Linked DNA regions of Anas platyrhynchos: region 2 is linked to region 1. Evidence: chromatin contacts called from public Hi-C data. All regions are on one chromosome and are shown on one strand. Each heading gives the region's core, a stretch centred on a gene start, on an enhancer-like site or on the middle of the called end of the contact. The rest is flanking DNA. Distances are from core to core; before and after follow the strand shown.

Region 1 (5,197 bases), core at 514-3,013:
AGTTAAAAAAATAAAAATTGTTCTTATCTTTCTGTTGGAAGATGCAAAGGATTTGGAAGCTTTATGCTGAGGAGAAAGCACTGAATATATAAACAGGTTATTGTGCCTTTCTGAATACTACATGAGGTTACATAAATGGTTTGAACTTTAAAGTTCAGAAATTTTAAATCATAGTAGCTTAAATCTAACAACATCCTTCATACTTTTTCTGTAAAACAAAGTAGGTATCTTTTTGCAAACTTAAAGTAAATGGGATAAAATTAAATGCAAAAATTACTTGCAAAAGACAATCTGGGCATTTTATTAAATATTGAAATGCTATTTACTGTCTTTCAAAAATATTTCAGATGGTTACTAAGTGGAGCTGTATAATGTAGAAAAAATAAGATTCCTTGAGTAATCATGCAAAGTTGGTAGCTTGAAAAAAATGTCAGTAATTCAACATGTGACCTTCCCTGTATTTTGACTATATTTAAACTGATACTTTACTTGTTAGGATAGTGAATATAAATATTTATCCCAATCTTACAGGTAAGACAAAGGTCATGAAGCCATTTGGTCAAAGCAGCAGAAATGCATTGTCTATCTTGTTCTTTTTAGCACTGTTTTCTTGAGAGATTTAGCAGTGTCGTAAAGCTCATGTGGATGATATAGTTTATATAGAATAATCAGGAGGAATCTCATTTAGTGGTATTCTTTTCCGGGCATCTAAAATAAATGTTGACTAGCTGTGTGTTTAAACTTAAATCCAGAACTGCTAAGTGCAGTAAAGGAAGCAACTGATGTAAGAACTATAACAGTTATAGCAGAACTTTAACTGTAAAGGCTTCCTACTGTAAATGCGTGTTCAGTATTATTACATAACTGCAGCAGTGGGCTTTTTCTAATATGGGAATATTTCTTGTCTAGCAGATCTTGTTAAGTCTTTTCTTGACACTCCCATGACTCTGGTTCTAAACATACCACTTCACATGCTTTCTCCTATTTGAGATAACTTAGTTTCGTAACAGTTAATCTGTGATGTACAACAGAAGCCAGAACTATTTCATTCTGGTCTTAAAGCTTCCCAAGTATGCTTTCCAGATCACACTGGAGTTTAATCTAGTGCACCTTTCAAACATACACAGTACAGACCCCTGGGGACTACAGCATAAATGGTAAAGGAGTGGCTGAGCAGAGAACAGGACTGTGTTGTTAAGGAGTGCAAATACATAGCAAGAAGTCTGCCCAGACCTGGGGAGTTCACAATTGAAACAAAGGAAACAAAAGAGTGTTTGGAGATTTACGCCCAGAGATGCAATGTGTTTTCTCTCTATGCAGTGCTGGTCAGTGGAAGATCAGGTTCTGCAAATACCTTACGATTTTTCAGATAAGTGCTTTTTAAGTTGCAAGTGAAGCATAGAAGGGTCTGTCTGGTGCTATTGTCAGGAATGACATCGGGTAGATTCAAATCAATGGGGCTGTTCCTACTCAAAAAATGATCTTGTGGAGAAACCCTGCAAACTGGTAGCTCTTTTTTCTGTTTCTTCAAGTACCTCTTCAAGCCTGATTTCTTTGATCTTCACAGCAAACCACAGGCTATAAATCTGGCATTTCTTTATGAATGCTGAAGTGAATTTAAATTTCTTCCATTATTCAGCAATAATATGGTGTTGCCCAAAGCCAAGAAAAGCTTTGGATGACAATGCAGGCCTGTTGTCTTTGGCTCTGCAAGCACTGAAAAGTAGTTTTATATAGTATTCTTACAGTATTTAGTATTTATATAGTATTTTTAATAGTAATTCACAATGAGATTAATGCTCTGGTGTCTGGTTAGTGCTCTAGTTTCTTCAGGGAAGTGGATGACATTTTATCTGGCTTTGCTCAGGTTTGCTCTCCACAGCGTCTAACAGATTTCCCTCTCTCGGGGCTGTGGCTGTCTGCAGATGGACTCCAGTTAGACATCGCAAGCCAGTCAGTGTGAACTCCTGCATGCTGCTTTGTCTCTGCTGCCACAGAGTCCCCTTGACCCTAGTATAAATGCCCCATACAGGCTGAGTGGCCCAGGCACCTTTCAAGGGCGGGCTGCTGCTGACCCCTTGCAGCTGAGAGGATTTCTCAGTGAGCACTCTCCCTGCTCCAGGCAGTGCTCCTTGAGGCACATTACTCAGCAGGTAGGGCAGGAAGAACAGCTACCATGAACAGATGGCCCTTTCTGTCTCTGTTCGATCTGCCATCTTGATCATCTGTCTTTGTCTAAAATGCTGCTTTGGTTTCAGATTGGAGTGTAAAGGAGCCTAACGCAGAAGAATCCGGAAGGTTGCAGAAGTTTCCACAGCGTGCCTCCTGCAGCTCTGTCTGTGGGGAGGGTGCCAGGAGCTTTCGGCAGCTTGGGTGTGGGGTCAAGGTCTGGGCTCTGCTCTGCCTCACAGAAACCAGGCTGCAGGCTGTTTAAATTCTCATTTGCACGCAGGGAAGCGCATGGCACAGAGCGATTATGAGCACTTAAAAGCTGTGCTGCCAGCTGCAGCCGCCTTTAATATCCAAGTGAGTCAAAAGGCAGCACTGAGTCCAGCACCTGATCTCTGAGTATCTAACCTCCCCTCTAGCCTGCAGTGCGGGCTTGTGGAAGCACATCACTAGAAAAAGAAATTTGTTTTTTAAGTGTGGCATGGGGAAGCTGTGCCTGACGAAGCGCTGCTCCGTGACCGAAGCGGTACGGCTGTAACCAAGTCCTTTAAACCAGCCCTGAGGCCCCCTCTCCTCACAGAGCCCCCCGCGGGGGGGGGGGGGGGCGCTGGGCGGGTGTCCCACCCCCCCTCCTACCCGCCGCGCCCCCGCCCGCCGCCGCTGGGTGGCGCGCGCGACCCGCTGAGGGGAGGCGAGGCGGCGGGCAGGCCCCGCCGGGGGCCGTGAGGCGGAGCGGCGGCCGGGGGCGGAGCGGGGGCTGCCGGCTGCTCGGCCGGGGCCCGGCGAGGCGATGCTGCGGCCGGGGACACCGCCGGAGCCCCGGGCGGGGGCTGAGGACAGCGAGGTAGGAAGGGGGAGGTGGGGGCTGGCGGTGGTGGTGGTGGTCGGGGGGCTCCGGGTGCCGGGATGAGGTGAGGCGGGAGCGCTCGCCCGGCCCCGGCTGCCCTCTGAGGGAGCTCCCGGGGCGCCTCCGGGCTGCGGGGGTCGGCACCGAGCCCCCCTCCCTGCTGCTGCTCCGGAGCCTTTGTGCCCTTCGTGCTTTTGGTTGGGGGCTTTAGAGGGTTTCGGTGTGGTTTCGTGGTTTTTGGAGACAGGGAGTGTTTGCTGAAGGAGGGCCTGGTTGTCAGGGGTCTCCTGTGTCGGGGATGCGGTGCTGGGGCAAGTTGAGCAGCAGCTGGGCTCCTGGAGAGCCGAATAAGTGATTTTCATGCTTTTTGTTTGTTTGTTTTTGAACGCAGATGGATGTGGCTGCTACTCTGTCATTTGTTTTTGTGGAAACCGAGTCCTCTGGCGGCTAAGGTCGGGATCAGAGCGCTGCTGTGATGGAGTGGAAGGATGCTTAGCTTGAGGAGCTTAGGTGCGGGTGGTCCCCTCTGGGACACGGTGGTGACAGTGGTGATTGCTTACAGCACCCTCACCGTGCTGGTAAGGCGTGCAGGGAGCGTTTCAGATCCCAAAGAGAGGAAGGTTCTGAAATTGCACTTGGTAGGTCATGTTCCCCTAGAAAAGAGAGGAAATCTATGAAAACAGAAAATAGAGAGCATTTGCAAGTATCTCCCTTTCTGACCTGCAGGTAACTCCTATCTCACATGAGTCTGGAGATGCTGTGAGGTGACATTCTCTTTGGGCACATTAGTTTACAATTTTCTCTTGTAAGGAGAAAAAAACACTAAAATTACTGTCTTCAAAACAGCTTTTTTTCTCCCTTTTCTTCACTTTGGCAGTGGGTTTTATATTTGTCTCCAGGAAAAAAAAAAAGGGGGGGAAATTTTTCCTCAGTTTCACTGTCCTGAGTATTTTCCACATTTCTCTGCCTTTACATCGTTACTCCATCAATTTCATTTTTCCAAATGTGGCTATATGCGCTTTGCAATAAATCAGACCAGTTACATACAAATTTTGGAATCACTGTTCTGTTTTTTATGTTCAGTATTTTCAGGGAGGTGATATAATGCTTAGTCTATGATATCCACGTAATTTTCATGTGGTTAAACCACTGACAGCTTTTGTCTTACATCTGGATTCAGATCCACTCCAGTAATCGTCCAGGCATCTATAGTAGGCTGGAAAGAAGTACTGCTAATGTTATTAACAATTACAAAAGCGAATTTCCCAGCTTGGTTAAGATGACATTGCAGAGTGAACTGCTGCGTAGGGAAGAAGTTTCACTGAAGTATTAGTTCATGTCAGCTGTTTGGATTCTGTTTTTGTTTTTTTCAAGTACCACTCAAGCTGGTGTTAAATAAAGAGGACCTGCCAATTAATAAAAACAAGCTTCGTGTATAGAGTTGTATGGCAGATAGTGTGTTTTTGTAACTGAGTGCCAAGCTGTTAGTTCATTAGGGAACACAAAAACTACCTGTGCTCTTTGCTACTTGCAAGTCATTCTGTTTCCTTCAGGCATCTTCTGCTGCTATTAAGCACTCGTTTTAATGCTGATCTTTCTTGATCCTTGCACATATTGGTAGTTTGTTCAGAGCAGTGATATAATTAAGGTATTTTCCTACGCAGGGATTAATCATAGCTTTCATGGCATGTTCTTAAGTGTTTCTTCCTGTGGGCCTTGTCGTGCTAGCTCAGCTTTATTGTGTATCACAAACAGTATTGCTGAAATCACAATGAAGGCTGTCGGTTCCTTTTCATACAGAGTTGCTGTAGTTTAGCTTTTTATTATTATTATTTTGTAATTAGAAATTACCTCTAGTATATAATTCCTAGTTTTCATTATGATTTTTAAATTTTGTGTAACAGTTGTAGCAAATAAAACTATGGTAATGATGGAATTCAAAATAAGGTATTTGTGGACTCGAGTGGAAGATTTGACTAAATGAAGGCTTTCAAGACTGCTGCATGGCATATTATCCTACCTGATATGAAGATACCCTGCAAATTGTTGTGAAAGACTTATAGTTTCATTCCTGAAATGCACTTGCAATTCTGCTCTTGTTTTCCTTTTATGCATTGATTGTTTTTTCAGTATTCTGAAGTTGGCATAGGAGGACATCGTACTGAAGAACCTGATAACTTT
Region 2 (5,563 bases), core at 2,624-5,123, 240 kb after region 1:
ATATAGAAGAGGGTGAATGGCAAGCTGTAGCTTGCTTTTTTAATTGTAAAACAAGCAACAACAACAAAACATACAACTGGAACTTTAAAGATGTAAACATGCTAATTATTGCAGCTGTATGGACTTTGGAAAAAAAATGCTTCTCTCTTGGTGCAGCATTTTTACTGATAACGTGGGAAAAAAAAATCAAAACTCCTTACAGAATGAAAATGTTCATCTTCAGAACCCTTGAACATCTTGTGATCTATCTCAGGGTGTGCGGTTCAAAGAAATGCTTTGGGAACTCCAGTGTGACAACAGCAGGAGCTTTGCAGAAGTCAGAATAAAGTTAAAATACCAGCCTGGGATGCTGCAAAAAGCTAAGCTCACATCCTGGTTCTGCTACAAACCTACAGCTAGCACATCAGTCAAATCATTTAGGTCGTATTTCAGCAGTGCTTTCATTGTGCCTCTCATTACACATGTAGACAAATTAGTTGTCTTCGGTGAATCCCTGTGCTTAGTATTTTAAGCACATGCCTAGCTTGGACGTATGTAGGCCTAAAGAGACAAACAGTGAAAATATCTTGGAGGATCTTTGTTTTCACTAATCTTTATAAACTACAGAACAAGACCTCATACTTGCTGGGATAGATGAAGAAAATTAGATAGGAAAAAAGCACATTGCAAAGTATGCTGCCAAACAAAAAAAGATTGTTTTTCTGGTTTGGGGTGAGAGCAGGTAAAACGTGGTATGTAGGTTAGTGTTTAAACTGCACAAGAGATCAAGATGCTTAATTCTAAGTTTGGAAGCAACATCAATGAATTAATGCAGTGTAAACCTGATGTGGGATGAGAGGTATAGATTTAGATTATTTCATGCTTGAAGAGGTATTCAGTGAAGGAAGTGCTACATTAACCATTTGACAGAGACTGTCCTAGCAGGTTCTTGCAGGTTTAATGTGTTTTTTTTTTTTTTTCAATGAGAATATTCTCCAAAAAAAATTTTTTTTTTAATTATTTTTTTCCCCTGTATCCTGACTGTGGCTTTCTGGAATCCTTTTCCTCCAGGGACTCTCATAGGGAAATTAGGAGCTGTCCTGGCATTCATTAACAAAAGGCTGTGACACTTCTGTGAGCAGGGTCACTTGCACGTTTACAGGTTGCCTTTGTTGCCCAGAACATCAGCTCTGGAGCTCTGAACGGGTTTGCTTCCCAGCAAAGCAGGATGGTTTGTAAATTATCTTCTTCAGATTATTCTCTCTTTCCCTACCACCAGTGTTTGCTGCATCATTTCAGTGGATATTGCTATGTGGGAAAAGAACTTTTACAGAGGCAGGATAGACTCTTTTCTGGTCTTTTTTTGCTATAGCAAGGTCATTGTGTCCTACCACCACAGGGCTCAGCATTGGCAACCTCAAGCACCTGACTGCTGTTTGAAGTAGTTTAAACCGCAGACGAAACCCCTTGTATATGAGCAGTGAGGGGGTACTATTTTTTATGATTAATTCCATGCCAGAGTGATATTTTGCCATCAGTTATTACTAACAGCAGCTTGGACCAAAGCCCCTTTCCATGTGACTCGCTGCCCCACAAGGTTCTGCTCTAATGAAGGGAATCTCAGAGACTTGCTGCATGTTCTTGCCCAACTCCAGCTGGTGGGCAGGAGACACCAATGGGGAGAAAGCCTCAAAGATTTGGTTCTGCAGTAACGTTCTGCAGCTCCCCAGCCTCGTGCATCCAAAGGCTTCTCAGCATTCAAGCATTTGGCCTGGAAACCCCCCTGGATTCGATGGAAAGCCTCTCAATTCCCTCAGCATGTAATGCTAAGCACGTTGGAGGGCAGGGAGCTGCCAGAGGACTGTGCGAGCCGGCTGGCGGCAGCAGCCTCTTCATTAGCAGAGGCATGCGGAACCTCCCAGAGTGCCTAACTCCAATTAACTGATTAGCTTGAGGTAAAATCCTCGCAAACACAGGGCTGGTGGAAGTTTCAAAGCCAAAAACTGCCAGCTGACCTGTGGCTGGAATACTGAGTGGTTTGGGGTTATTTCGATGTATTTTGGGGTTGGCTAAGGAGCGGAGCTGGCACTCGGCGTGCTCCGGAGCATGGCCAAGGAGGTCGCTGCTCTAGGGGTGACAGCAGATCTGTGGGACTGTCACCTTGCTGGTGACTTGTGTGCCTGTATGGGTGCATAACTCAGTGCAGCAAAAATGTTCCCTCACATTTGTAAGAAAAAGCTGGAAAAAGAAAATAGACCTAGTTGGACTTTGTATCTGGTATGCCCTCTCATTTGACTCCAGAGGGAAATGCTGTAATTTCAGGGTATAAGGTGCTAGATTAAAGCTGCAAAGATCTTAATTTTGATCTTTTCTTTCTTTCCTTCTATCTTTATTCTCTCCTGAGATTGTGACTTCATGACATTGTCATCCATCTCAGCTATTGCACAGTGCAGAATGCCTCTGGAAATATTTACTCGCTTGTATACTATTAGAAAAAAAACTGTTGTTCATTTTGATGCACAGTGGGAAATACTGTGTGATTACTTACACCAAAGCATTAACATGATAGGACTAAACTCTTTGAAGATAAATATCACATTTGCTAGCTTCAAAAGCATGGCTTGTGAGCCCCTGGAGGTCCGCAGCATGGATTTTACTGTACTGTAAGCACAGGAACCCTTTTACAGTATTCATTTTACCCAAGTATATAACTGATCGATCAAGCCTAGGTGTTTCTGACAGTTTTTTTAATCACCTGTTTTGTTTCCCTATTCTATTTTATTCCCCTCCCCCCCATTTTTCATGCCAGGCTGCACCGCATCGTTAGTATAGGAAAAAATGTGTGATGCTGTGGCTGCCCGGTGTCGCTGCTGTGCATTACGTATGCAGGCTGGGAGCACTTGCTGCGAACATCCTTGCTGCATTGCTGCTATCTTAGCCAGCTCCAGGTCAGAGCTAAAAAGAAAGCCTTCTCTCTCGTCAGAGGAAACCTTGCCATTGTGTGAACTCTTGAAAAGGCAGCAAGAAAAGGCACCAGTCAATTTCTCTGGACGGTGGTTTTCCAATTATTCGGGGAGTGTCAGATGGCAGGCTGTGCACCTTGGTCCTGTGGGTGAAGAAGAAGATGACAAGGTTCTTTTCCTGCAGCGGTTTTGTTGTCGGGGGGAGTGTGGGGACAGGAGGGAGGTCAGGAGTTGGGGGCTCCTGGAGCCCTCACTCAGCTGTCCCCTCCTCACACCCATGCTCCTGTGGGCTGACAAGCACCAGGCAGTCCCCACCAATCCTGTACCATGGCTTGAAGCCCTAACTACCTCTCTGCAACTCTCTTTGAGGCTGGTATTATTTTTTTAAGGAAGACTGAATGAATTCAGAAATATAAACAGAATGGAAATAGCTACAAATATGCCAATTTATGCATTTAGCACTACTCCCAGCATTTTTGTGTTCATTCTTCTTTTCCCTATCCCCTCCAGAAACTCAGGGATGTAAAGTTTTATTAATAGTTAAAATGCTTGGTTAATTCTTCCAGCATAATGACCTTGCAAAGTCTAATTTGCTCTTCCTAGGCACAATTGTTTTGTAAGTGTAGTATATGGGTTTATCCTCATTTACCCACCTCTTTCAAAATTTCCAATCCCGGAAAGTTGAGATTTTGATATTAAATATTATTACAAACCTTTATTTTTAATGAGCTGTAGAAAGCCCCCAAATATTTGTTGCATTAATGTTTGTTGCATTAAGATCAACAGCTTCCTAATTGCCTACCACAACGTGCATGCTTGCAAATGGTAATTAGATGCACAATTTTATGAGCGACATGAATTCAAATGAATGTGCTTACACCAAGCCCTGAGTCACAGAACAGCTAAGGGATGCTGATAGCAGTGATTAATCACAGCTGGGCTACAGGCCAGCAGCAACTTGAGGCCGGAGTTGCCTGTGCAGTTTCCAGCCCCGCAGAGCCCCAGGGATTTCGGTCCGGGGTTGTTATCCCTGGGCACGATGCAAAGCAGTCCACTGGCTACATGCTGGGCTGGGGGCCCTTTGTGTTCTTATGTTCCCAAATACTGTATAAGTACGGGTAGTACTTAAACAGTTTTTAACCAGAAAAGAGATCTGCTGTTTTTTCATCGTTTTTTTCTGATCTGCCTCACAAATGAGAGGTTCCTGAGATCCATCGTCCTTGAGGAAGATTAGCTCCCTTCTGGCATCTAAGAACATTGCTTGACCCACTTTTCTTGTACTGGTTCTTTCATAAAACTTTGGTTCTAGAATATTGCATCCTAGTAAGATGTATTATGCAGGTGCATTTCAAACTTTTGCATTAACTGATTTGGTAAAGTATTACAAAGTAGCAGAAGCGTAGATGACAATAGTTATACATGTAAAAGTAATAAAAATAGAGTAATGAGTAAAGCCAAAGAAACAGATCGCCAGCCTCCCTGCAGACGTGAACATTAACGAGGTTTCTTTAGTTTCTGCCCAAGTGTGGGTCTTTTCTCTTACCCCACTGATCTCTGCAAGAATTTCCTTTCTTTGTGCCTGGTTCCAGTTAGGGCCACAGACAGAAGCTGGTAAATAACAATAAAATGTTGTCAGAAAGAGGAATTTCTGACCTGACAGTACATGCAGCCAACCAGTAATCTTAATGGGACTTTTTTCTTGAGGTCATTAAAGAGGAGGGAGAGGCAGCTGGGTGTTTATGCAGACTGAAATTCTGCAATTGCTTTGCACAGGTAGGAAAGACAAGCATACATTTCTCCAATGACTGTCCAGCTTATCAGGGAAATTTAAATACATGAAACTGTATTTAGGGAAGGAAGTGAATTAGGGAAGATTCTGCATCGCCAGCTGCTGGCCTACTTGTCTGCTTAAATAAATAGGACCAACAAGTGTCTTGAGGGCAAATGAGAATCAGTTAGCAAAGGATGTAAATGGTACTGGGTATTCAGTCCTCTGGTGTTTCCTAAAGGCTCACTGTTTGCTGGCTGCACCTTTCCCTCACTTGATTTCAGCAGGCAAAATAGAAACAAGGCTCAGCCTCTTACAGTGGTGGTTGGTCTGCCCTTTTTCCAGTGAAAAAGGGTGGTGATGGACTGAAAATTAAAAAGGCAACACCCTGTAGCACGGGACACATTCCAGTGTCCGCATCTGCGTCCTGCTTAGGGAAGCAGAGAAGGTTGAGTTGCCAATTTCTTCTGTTAATGACTTGTGATCCTGCAGCAAACCCAATTTGTATCCATAATGAAACCTTATAATGTTAGTGGCAGTATTAATATCGGTGTAATTAATAATACTATTTATACCATCAAGAGACAGCCACTAATTATGCAGAAGGATTGATATCTCACTAGGCAATGGCTTGAACTTGTTTTCACCCAAGTAACTCATTAAGGGATGTGTTCAGAAGCGCTGCCACGAGGGGTGGGAGAGCTGCTGCTGGAAAGCACCTGAAATCTGCTCACCATCAGCGTGCTCGTACTGCAAGGCAGCCAAAGTCTTGGGGCCAGGGCTTCTGTAACTGAAACTAAATACAGTTTACTTCTAAGTAAGGCTCTATCGCCCCTCTGAAAAGGCACCTGAT

The links. Hi-C and Micro-C count contacts between places; a contact is called where the count stands out from the background.
Region 2: a contact with region 1 is called in a Hi-C map of F1 follicle, with 2.9 times the contacts expected there. The contact joins the enhancer-like site here to the promoter of BCAS4 in region 1. A contact is called at or near these places in 3 of 8 Hi-C or Micro-C datasets (F1 follicle, liver and subcutaneous adipose tissue).

The regions. Positions count from the first base shown.
Region 1 is chr21:10,405,949-10,411,145 of IASCAAS_PekinDuck_T2T, forward strand. BCAS4 (breast carcinoma amplified sequence 4) reads left to right here and starts at 1,764. Exons shown (of 7, transcript XM_038166387.2): 1 at 1,764-3,013; 2 at 3,408-3,468. The coding sequence starts at 3,412. The region is part of intron 4 of PARD6B (par-6 family cell polarity regulator beta); the gene reads left to right.
Region 2 is chr21:10,642,693-10,648,255 of IASCAAS_PekinDuck_T2T, forward strand. All of the region lies in intron 4 of LOC106019152 (a long non-coding RNA gene), which reads left to right. Among named protein-coding and RNA genes, the nearest start is that of KCNG1, 110 kb to the left of the region's middle. Within about 2 kb of position 3,874, at least 2 of the 8 cell types and tissues checked have an H3K27ac peak or open chromatin away from gene starts, as enhancers often do.